2 separate regions of the Ovis aries genome follow, and region 2 is linked to region 1. Evidence: chromatin contacts called from public Hi-C data. All regions are on one chromosome and are shown on one strand. Each heading gives the region's core, a stretch centred on a gene start, on an enhancer-like site or on the middle of the called end of the contact. The rest is flanking DNA. Distances are from core to core; before and after follow the strand shown.

Evidence for each region. Hi-C and Micro-C count contacts between places; a contact is called where the count stands out from the background.
Region 2: a contact with region 1 is called in a Hi-C map of hypothalamus, with 1.8 times the contacts expected there. The contact joins the promoter of CD276 here to the enhancer-like site in region 1. A contact is called at or near these places in 3 of 16 Hi-C or Micro-C datasets (hypothalamus, liver and skin fibroblasts).

Annotation. Positions count from the first base shown.
Region 1 is chr7:20,193,677-20,199,143 of ARS-UI_Ramb_v3.0, reverse strand. NPTN (neuroplastin) reads left to right here. Exons shown (of 8, transcript XM_042252141.2): 6 at 4,620-4,641; 7 at 5,459-5,467. Among named protein-coding and RNA genes, the nearest start is that of NPTN, 62 kb to the left of the region's middle. Within about 2 kb of position 2,098, at least 7 of the 54 cell types and tissues checked have an H3K27ac peak or open chromatin away from gene starts, as enhancers often do. A contact at or near this core is called in hypothalamus, where this site is marked.
Region 2 is chr7:20,254,196-20,259,921 of ARS-UI_Ramb_v3.0, reverse strand. CD276 (CD276 molecule) reads right to left here and starts at 1,427. Exons shown (of 10, transcript XM_027971575.2): 1 at 329-1,427. The coding sequence starts at 355. NPTN (neuroplastin) reads left to right here and starts at 1,624. Exons shown (of 8, transcript XM_042252141.2): 1 at 1,624-1,887. The coding sequence starts at 1,797.

The sequences.
Region 1 (5,467 bases), core at 849-3,348:
CCCCCCCCCCCCCCCCCCCCCCATAGCCAGCACGGTCCAGGCTCCATTCTCTGTCATGTCCCTTGCCCTTGCTTGAGCATTTCCATCCCATAGTTTTCTCCTTTGTCTTTCTCCCTCTTTTTCTCAGACTCCTCCCTATTCCTGCCCTCCCCTTTTTTCTTTTCTTCTGGAAGTAATTTTTTAAAAAAAAGTTCCTCCATGACTTTTCCTTATGCTGTGTCTTTTTCTTCTTTAGCCAGTTTCCCCTCAACTCCTGTGCAATTCACAAGAGCAAACTCACCTCATGTGCTTTCCTCCCATCTGCCCTGCCTCAGATTTACATACAGATATATGCATACACTCCTTTTGGGAATGAATGAAGAGGTACATTATACCTGATACAGATTTGGAATTTTAGAGGTGATAAATTTTTTACCTATCAAATGACCGTTCATAGCTCTGTGTTGACTTATTTATACCATTGTGAAAATTGTTTTTTTTTTTTTTTAAAGAGGCCTGACATGCTTTTTCTTTGCCAATGGGTATACTATTCTCAAGATACAGCAATAATGTATTTCTAACTCAACCTTTTTTATATGAAAAAAGTTTATATAAAAGTCATAGTATTTATATTTGGGCAGTTTATGAGTTTTTTATAACTTAGCACTATATTAGAAAAGCACTAAGGGAATAATACAAAAGTATAGAAACACAAATTTCAACTTACATAGTTCAGCCTAAGTTTCACTAGAAAAGCAAATACTGCTTTAAATTTCTTACATAGAAAATACTTAGGGTTAATGTTTAGCAGCTTAAAAGGCCCATAACTTTTTGTCTACTAGAAAAAGTAGAGTGTTTTTAGGACATTTTGTAGTGAAACTTATATCTAAATCCCTTAGGTCCCTATTATGGTGTCTTTGAGGATTAGTGCCCCAATAGGTTGTCTTGTACGTAGATTATCTGCTTGTCACCTTTTACTGTCAATATTTTTAATAACAGATGAATCATGGAGCCAAGTGAGGGCTTTGTTTTTTGTTTACTCACCTCCTGACTACATTCTTTGAAAGTGTTAAATGATATTTCTCTAAAAAGACTAAATACAGCTAGCATCCCTCTAGTCTTCTATCCATCTTACTGCTGGACACATGTTTGGAGCACACCGTCTGTGTTGATTCCCTGCTGACTGAACCCAGAGGGTGAATAGAGTATGCTTTCAGCTCTCTCCCCAGTACCCTGAGGAGATGGGGAGTGAGCCTGCTCAGCTGTTGGGGCCTTCAGTTCTACTGCACATTTTACTGACCTTGAATGAAAACAGAAGCTGATTTAATAAAAGTGTTGGCATCAAAAAGAGTCTTCTACATTCACCATTAGGGAGATAACCTTTATAAGCAAGTATAGGCACTTTTCCTTTAAGTTACTGGTACGAAAGATACTTGCAGTTTTGTGGGAACCATTTTTAGTGGCTGTGATGTATCCAAACTCTCTTTGACACTTCAGAATTAAGAGCTAGTCTAATGTGCCAAAATCAATTAGATGGTCAAAACATTGGTAGCATATGAAGCTTTACAAAGGCCAGGAATGTTGGGAAAGAAATAGGAATTGTAAAAATGATGCATGAAACACGTGTTGTCTCTTAAGCAGGGGTCATCTGAGCCAGTAACAAGTTACCTTATGAAGAAAATATAATAGGACTGAACAAGGAAGCAAATTGGAAGTAATTGTTAATCTTTCTTGGGTTTTGTGCTACTCTTCTGAGATCTTGCAAAATTTAAGTGGTTTTAGAAACCATAAAAACCTCATCCTCAGTGAGATGAGGCAGTGAAAAAGGAGCTTTGACCAATCAACTCATTTTGACATTAAAGCCATCTTTTTTGAGATGGTGGTATATCAAGTAAGCTGCTATTTACTAGGCATCGCAGAGCACCCTTCCAGATTCTGGGGCAATGTAGGCGAAGGGGAGTGAGGGTTCTAGTGCATTCGATCGGGTAGACAACATTTAGCTGAATCAGTGCGTGAAACAGCCCCACCAGGAACTTCACTCATAAGATGGATTCCAGAAGCATCTTGTTTCCATTATCCCCCAGCCCTCTTCCTCATTTAGTCAGTGGCTGTGAGTAATACCCAGCTGGAGAGAGTAGTCATTGTTTAAGTGGCTGTCTTTTGGCCTGAGGGTTTGGGGGTATGTTGATACTTGTCGGTTACTATGACTTCTTTTTTTTCCCCCCTCAATTGCATCAAACCCTTAAAACATGGTGGTAAGTGAGTGATATGCATGCTTTTGGAGTTTGTTTAATCTCCGCTTCAGTCTATACGATGCACAGTTCATAATGTTAACACTTTTCTTCAAGTTTACTTCATTCACTTTCACAACTAATTTGGATTTCAGTTTGCTGTTTAATCCTCATTTACTTTAATTTTCGTACCTTTTTTCTGTAGTTCTGTTCTTTCCCTCTCTGCCGATTTCCCTGTTAGAGGTCAACTTGTTATTTTGTTTGACCTGTAAAGAGAGAGTGGTACTGCAGATAGTGGTTCAGTTTAGGGAAATGGGAGACTTGAGGCTCTTCGTTCCTTGTAAATGTGAAAGTGAGTTTGGGGAGAGAGACGAAGGGGCTGTGAGATGTAGACACTGTTGGGAACAGCAGCTGCTCCCATTTGCAGGCATGGTGGCAGCTACACCAGAGCCACTCTTGGTAAAACCCTTTCATGCAGCCCTTTTGCACATTAATCGGCTTGTTGGGCTGGGAAATGACGTTATTAGTCAGGCACAAGGGTGTACATACATCCACATTACTGAAGAAAGAAAAGCTCATGGTGTGAAGTGCTTGGGTTGGTGCTGACATTGTCACGCTTTGAAAAGATGAGCTTGGCGGGATCGCGATTCCCTCTCCCCTGCTTTTTTTTTCTCTTAAAATTGGGAGTAGATTGGTGATATTCTTGAATCAGCTATCTTGCTTTAGAATTTTGTGTTTTCGGGTACACAGCCAGAGCACTGAAAATACTCTACGTCTGCTCCCGTCAGTCCTGCAGTGCTTAGTTCCTAGCATGTAGCTGAGCTGGTGTGGCCGGGGCGCTGAGAGCGTTGGTTGATTGTGCTGAGGGAGGATCCAGGCCAGGCTCGTGTGTCTCAGTGCCCGATGCATCTCTGTACAATTCCACCGTATAACAGCGCACAGCTGTCTTGGGTGTCTAAGTCTTAGTGCGTTCTCTGTACTGTTCAATAGTGTGCTGTTTTAGTAGTAGAATCCTGTGGACACTGGTGTGTCACTAGCCTATTGTTTTGGCTGATAAGTCATTGGTTTGTGGTTAGTTTTGTTTCTGTTTTTGTTATTTTTTGTTTGTTTTTTTTTTTTTTTTTGAAATCTTTTTTGCTCCAGTCACTGTGTGTGCTGGCGGTGGCTTTGCCTCTCCGTTGCCTCGAAGGAACAGGTGGAGCAATGTCTCCCTCTGACAGACATTACTCCTGACGTGTGCTCCTGCAGATGCCTACACTGAGACTGTAATCTCCATAACTGCTTCATGTGCACCAAGCCCCCTTGTGGAATCCTGCTGAGAGTTTTTCTAGAAGCCTTCAGTTCTGAATCATTTAGTCTACCTGACTTTTGTAAAATAAAAAGAAACTAAGAGCACTTAACTTGTTCCCCCACCTTTATGGGCCTTTAAAAAAATCTTGTGTGTCTGTGTACATACACACACACACACACACACACACACACACACACATATACACACACACATATAACCCTGATTAAAGGGAACCAAGTTGCCCTTAGTTGAAACAGGGAAGAAAAACTTGGTAAATCAGAATCAGAAAATACCAATTTAAGAAGGCACCTAAACTCCAGATAATATAAGTGTTTTGATTAAAAAAAAAAAAAAAAGATAACTCATGGCTCATCTGGGTTCAGGTTCTGGTTTTGGCCAGGGCGCAAGAATGAGCCTGTTTTTCTGTCTGAAGTCTTCTCTAGAGGGATGTCAGCACTACTCAGCTTTCTCTGGTTGGTTACAGAGCATCTTCTGGTCTGCATATGCTTGCTGCTGGCACAGCCCAGCCTGACTGACCCACTATTAGATTGAACTGTTGTGGCTTCCTCTATCTTATTCTCCAGACTCCAGACACTCGTAAAGATTACAGAACAGCAAGAACAGTGTCCTGTGGGGAAGAGAGGATGTGTGGCTAAACGTATGGCACATACACATCCATATCCATCTTACTTTGCAGGATTGAGTCAAAACTATGCATGCATTCACCACAAGAAAACAAACAGCAGGATTTTACAACTGAAATGTTGGTTTGTCTTCTCATCTATATAAGAGTGAACCACTGGAACTTGGGGACAAGATGAGTATAATAATATTGCAGCCTATCTGTCCGCTACAGTTGCAGTTTTTCATGACAAGCATTCAAAGTGTTAACTAAAACCATTGAAACAACATACCTGCCATTAAAAACCTGAATCTAGAAATAATAACTCCATGAGTGTTTTGCACCTCCAGATGGAATGGCCTTGAATAAATGCTATGAATAGCCATGTTTGCCACTTGCCGTTTGCTGTTCTATTAACCCTGATGTAGAGTCTCACAGTTTTCTCCCTTCTTCTCCTCTCTCTCAATGGATTATTAAAACCTGGATACCTGTGTAGATGATGAACCAGCTGGGCCAATGTAAGTACTTTATTGGACTTTGGTTCAGTAGTTACTGGTTGGGTTATTTTATATTTACAGTTTAATTAAAGGGCATAGCTAAGATTGTAGGGGAAGACAGTGAATGGAAAGCAGTGTTGCCGTGTAGACTTCTTAGCTGGACATGGAGCTGACTGATAGCCCTTTGACTCCCAGGACAGGCTGTACAGTTTTGTTCTTAGTAGCAATCTAAAGTGGAATACCATGCAAAAAAAATGTTTAAAATTTTGCACACCCCATATGTTTAAATTGATACTGTGGGGGAAATGACGATTATATATGAGGCTTTAGGTTTTGTTCAAGCTAGACTATAGCATGGATAAACTGCCTGGCTCCATTAAATTGTGGGTATTCAAGAGAGACAGAACTACAAATTTTGAATCAGTCCAAGATTTGCAGTCTTTCTTAGAGCTGGGGACTAAGAAGTCAGAGGCAGAAGTGTGCCCAAATTAGTTAAGTGCCAGAGAGCACAGCGCTGCCTGTATATAATTAAGAAGAGACGAGACAGTGGTGGTAAGTAGAGAAAAAACTAATCACTCACTTTTGTCGTAATTATAGTTTATAAATCAAAGCCCACGTTACCTGGGTATTATCTGCCTTGGGAGTCAAAAGGATTGATTAAGGTTGTAGGTACTTTACACAGGGTGTATTAATTGTGTATTAATATCGTGCAGTAAAATTTCTTACTATACCAGGGATGGCAGTAAGTGAAAGAGTCCCTGTATTTCCATGTGTTATACTTTGAAAAGTTGCTACTGACCTTGAGTTTAACTCTTGTAATGCAATTTTTCCTCCAAAGGAAAACCAA
Region 2 (5,726 bases), core at 178-2,677, 61 kb before region 1:
GCACCCCTGCTGTGTTCCTAGAAGGAGGCAAACCAGATTTTTTTGGTAGTAATGATTACCAACACCATTCAGATCCTGGGTAATTTATGCCTCTCTCAGTCTCAATTTCCCAACCCACTAAACGAGCACCATTGTTCTGTAAGGATTCCTTGTTCAAAGTCTCCCCATCAGATACAGATTTTGATGATGAGGCAGGATGGTTGCATCCCATCAAAACTCCCATCAGCTGAAAATCCTGGTCTCACCAGGAGCCCTGTAGCCCTCCAGCCAGAGCTGTCTGCACAATGGCCTTTGTCCAAAGACACATGCCAAGCTTTTTATCACTCACCTGAGGTCTTGAAGGATAATGCTTCATTTAGGTCAACAATACGCCATAGTTGTAGCTTGCTAGAAAGCTCAGGCTGGAACCACCAGGTGTCTGGTTCACACTGAAAGCTTGAGACCACTTTGGCTTGAGTGAAGGTTATGGTGAATGCTCCTTCTTCCAGATTTTTCAAGTTTTCACTTCAAATTGAGTCAGGTCACCAGGACTGCTTACTTGGCCCCTCTCAGTTTCATTCCACAGACACTCCCCCGGATGTCTGCTCTGAGTCAGGGATGAGCTAAGACCCAGAAACTCCTTTAGCAACCAAGGACTGATGATGCTCAGGTTGTACCAAAAATATCCTTAGAAAGGGCATTCCCCAAACTTCCATCCAAACAGTAGTGACACTGCCAGAGCACCCAGCTGGTTCCTTTCCAATGGGTCGTTTTGCTGTGCAGTCATTTGCCCTCTTCCTCGCTCTTCTAATAAGCTGGGTTGTGAACTTCGTGATAGTAAGGACCACTTTTTCACGTAGGTTTCACGGCACACAGTAAGTACTCAGTAAATGTTTGCTGCACAAAAATACTTCTGAAGATATTTCGTATAGTTAATACATGTTGACTTCCTTGTAGAATTTAGTGCCCAAACTGCCTAACGAGCAATTAGTCTAGTTGATTTTCAGGCCTGAGATTCTAGGTAGTTAAAATAAGGCCAAAATGGGGGCGGGGGAATAGAAGGGCGAAGAAAAGGAGGACATTTCACGCAGAGGGAGATGAAGAAGCAGTAAAGCACAAGGTAATACCAGGCACGCGGAGTGCACCACTTAGCCTAGAAGGTTAATACAGGGGGTTAAAGTGGGAGGTTGAAGCCAGATGCGAGGAATAGGTCTAAGGTTAAAGTCCAGAAGGAAGTCCAGGAGGAAGAAATAATAGGAGTTTGATAGGGAACAATAAGAGTAAGGCCGGTGGTGCATTAAATTTTGCAGCCAAGACCTCCAACTAATGAAAGGCAGGATGGGCGGAGGAAATATATTCTCAAAGCTTCCTCTTATTTATGGGAGCTCCGACTTCGCAGAGGAATCAGCAGAACATAGAACCGTCGGTTCCCCAAGGCCAAGAAAGCCGGAGGAGCCCCGCCTCGAACCGTCACGTGGCCAGAAGCGCCCTTGGCACGTGACCCACCTCCCGCTAGGCCAATCAGCCTCTGCAGGGGCGGGGACGCGGAATCCGAGGGGCGGGGGATCGATTGAGCCTGCCTCCTCTCGCGAGCCTTGATGCTGTCGCTCCTCAGCCGCCCACGGCCCGGAGCGAAGGTCTCGCGAGGCTTGGGCGCTGCGGCGGTAGGAGGAGGACGGGGAAGGACGGAGCCCTGCCACGGCTGCCTCCCTCGCTCTCTCCCTCGCGCACTCGCCCGCCCCCTCCCTCCCTCCCCTCCCTTCCCCGGCCCCGGCTCCGGCCCCGGCCCATTCGCTGTTCCGTCTTCTGCAGGGAGGATGTCGGGCTCGTCGCTTCCCAGTGCCCTGGCCCTCTCACTGTTGCTGGTTTCTGGCTCCCTCCTCCCAGGGCCAGGCGCCGCTCAGAACGGTAAGCAGGGCGCCGGGGGCCGGCCGGGCGGGGGCTGAGGGACGGTGGCGGCCGGAGAGGGCATTTCGGGGCCGGAGGAGGTGGCGGAGTCCGGGGAAGGGGGCTGGTCGAAGTCTGAGGTGCTGCGGGCCCGACAGGACCAAATGCCGGTCGCGAGTTCGAAGAGGCGCGCGGGTGTGAGAACCAGAGGCGCCTGTCCGAGAGCTGGGGGCGTCCGATGAGAGCTTGAGGTGTTGCTAATTTAGAGGCTGCTCATCTTGGGGCTCGTCGCTCCGAGTCGGGGAGGGGTCCCCGAAGAAGCCGACCTGAGGAGCTGGAGTAGCGGGGGCGGATGAGGAAGGGGTGCAGTGTTTAAAGAAGGCTACACAAGACCGACATTTGTGTTTAAGGTGACAGAGAGTGGTATCAGGCTCCAGAGATGAACGGGGGTCCTGGGCGCTGGAGTCGTCCAAGGTTCTTCTGGGGCCCTGTAAGACTGGTGACATCCTTAAAAAATAATGAGACGTTGGGGGAAGGGAGTCCTGAAGAATACTGAGCAGAGTACTAGAGCCTTAAGGAGGGGGTAAGGAATCAGGGAGCCTTGGCTGTGGAGGTGGCGGGAAGGTGGGTGGAAAGCCGAGGTAGTGGGTTGACTGCAATAGGGGATCTGGAAAGAGGAGCAGCAGAAGCTGTAAACGAAGTGGGGGAAGAGGGCTGGGTTTGCTAAGGAGGGTGGAGTGTTGGGCATTCTAGGGTAGTGGTTGGGAGAGCAAAAAGGAGTTTCTAAATAAGGAGAGGAAAAACGAGCAGAGGATGGGGAGAAAGGGTTGAAACTGAGGTAGGGGGAATTATTTGTTAGAGAAATAAGGATGCCTGGCTATAGAAATGGAAGTAGGGGAAGACAGAAAATAAGGGAAGGGAGTAAAATGCAGGAAGCCGGGGGTGTAATGTTAGTTTGCAGTGTGGAGGATATATTAGGGAAGGGAGGAGCTGAGTTTTGGCAAGTGCTGTATGATATTGGTTGGGCCTTTCACACAGCTGAAACTGCAGTGGTGGGATTGAGGGCCGGCACTGGAGAGAGGGAGATGGAGGGAAGTGTGTTTTTAAGGTCGAAAAGTTTCAAAACAGAAGAGACATTATTTCTGAGGAACATAAAAGTAGTTCCTGGGATGTGTTCAGGGTACAGTGGAAAGGAGATGATTGAACTGAAGATAATTGAACTGGGTTTTGAACTGAAATCCCTTAGAGAAGATGGATACATGGTGGGAAGCATGGTGATGGGGGATCTAGACAAAAAAGATTCTGATTGTTAAAGATATGTGTTAAAATTCAGCTGCTGAATCAATCTTTTAGAGATGAGATTAGAAGTATTGTGAACCAGTTTCTGCTCTTGTGGAGACAGCCTTTAAGAAATTTCAAAAATATTTTTTCTAGGAAAAAAATTGTGAGGTTGAACTCATTCATGACTTTACTGGAAATTCTGTAAAAAACTGTAAAAAATTCTGAAAAACTGTAAATTCTTTTTGCTAATTCTTTGGTGTTTCTTTGTTGTTATGCTAGAATAGTTTAAAATTACTCTTGTTGGAATAGCTGAAATTAAAATGGCTTTCACTAAAAAATAAAATCAGTGATAAAGCTAATGGAGTTAAGCATTCTAAGGAGAATGCGTACTTAAAATGCTGAAGATTACACTGAAAATATATCAGTCAAGGTCGAAAAAGCATCAGTTAAATGTAAGTGTTTGTTGTACCAAATCATACAAATAAAATCTTATGTATGCTTCATGGCTTTGAATGATCACTGCAGGGGTCAGGAAGGAAACATTCTTCTATTTCTAGCATTGAATATGTGAAGCATATTGGGTATTTTACACTTCAAAGCATGAGGCCACTGTGGAAGGCAAGGTAGAGTTAGTCTGATTTGTCTCATCAGTTTTTAGTCTGTGTTACCAATAATTTCAGCTATTCAGTTTGTGGGAAAAGCAAGGTTTCATTAGGCACAATAGGCGAGAGATTTTGATCTTAACATGTTTAATCTCTGCGCTGGCACACAGCTTCTTAGAAAATTTATAATACAGTGAAATTGTAGTTTCTTAGCAACTAAAGCAAGGCTTTTGCATAGGCCTATGAAGACTCATCTGGCTATTCTCAGTGATATGTGTTCTAAATACAGCATAGTGCAGCCTTTTCCTTGAAATGAGCTTGAATTCAGTCACGTGACTCGTGAAGTGAAGCTGAGCTTGTAGTTGACCCAAATGAATGTAAATTTAATTCAAGAAAAAAAGGCTGTTTTTTGAGTTTGAGTCCATATAGGTAAGGATGCCTTTTTATAGCATGTCTGTAAGATTAAAATTTTCTATTGGTAATAGCTCTTCAGTAGTCTGACCTCATGTCTTGGGGTTTGTATTTTCTTATAGTGTTTCAGAAGTGGATACTGTGTTCTAGATGAACTTGAAAAGTTGGATTATCTATTTAAAATGATGACTTTAAAAAAGAAACCTCCCCAAACCTTGAAGTATTTCTGGTTTAAGTATGTGGTAGTTTAGATTGAGTGTAGATGCTTTTCAAAAGGTCTGTTGCATCATTCCTAAAGTGAAGAATTTGAATTAGATGACCCTTAAGGTCTCCTCTAGCTGTGATCCATGCCAGAGAGATTCAGGGCTTTTCATTCAGATAGGATTTGTTTCCCATCCAGATATAGACTTGTAGGATCATAGTTTCAAGTAAAATGCTTATTTAAGGTGTCATTTTAAAGGAAGAAGCCTGACCTAAAAAAGAAACTTCCTGGTAAGACTTTGAAAGCTTTAGACTGAAACTAAAATTGAATTTAGTTTAAACCAGGCAGTATTATATGATGGTCAAGAGCACAGACTTTGGATCCTGATAGACCTGGGTTTGAGCCCCATCTCTTAGACTGAGTGACCTTGAGTAATATGCTTACTACTTCCAAGTCTCAGTTTTATCATCTGTAAAATGGGGTTTATAATAATGCAGTCCCCTAGGGATGATGTGAGAATTAAATGAAACAGTTTTAAAGCACTTAGATGTCTGCCTGGCTTATAATTAGTTTTGGGGGAGTAAATTTTTACTATATGTAACACTTGTTACTATATGTAACATATGTTACTATATGTAACATATGCTACTTTACTATATGTAGCATAACAGTACTATATGTACTAAGTGTAGCATAACAGTACTATATGTACTGTGTGCTTACTATAGTGAGTGAATGTTAGCTGTTTACTATTATTATCCTTTAGAAATACCATTATTAATTACTTATTTTTCTTTGTATGTATATTGAGCTTTGTTAATGCTGCTCACTGTCATCTTAAATAAAGTTAAATAGGGCATTTGAAGGCCCCAGATTTGTGCTTTTTGCTTATGTAACTTTATTTAGAAAAGTGACCAGCTGTGTTGCGTCTGCATTTGTATATTCTGGTGAGGAAGTTCATATTTCCATTTCATTGTCTGGGAGATTTCATGTTTTTGTTTTGTTTCAGTGAACTAAATATCTTGTTGTGAATAAGAGAAATAGAATGTAGTGCCTGGACCACAGTGAAGTGTTGGAGGTGTTAGCTGATGAGTGCATGTGAAGTGTGAAAATGTAATATATTCATATTGAAAATATAAAAATAGATAACACTGTTTAGTGGGAGAAAATGAATCTAATGAATTTTATTATTAGTGATCTAAATTTTAAGAAACCATTTTGCTTGGATGGTACTAGATAGTTGTGAACATTGTGTAAAAATGCCAGTATTTGCATGAGATGATTCATGAATCTTTTTCTTTTCTGTCAAGTGCTGTTTGCTTCAGTGGTTTGGCAGTTTTCTCTCCTTGAGTATGTTTTTAGAC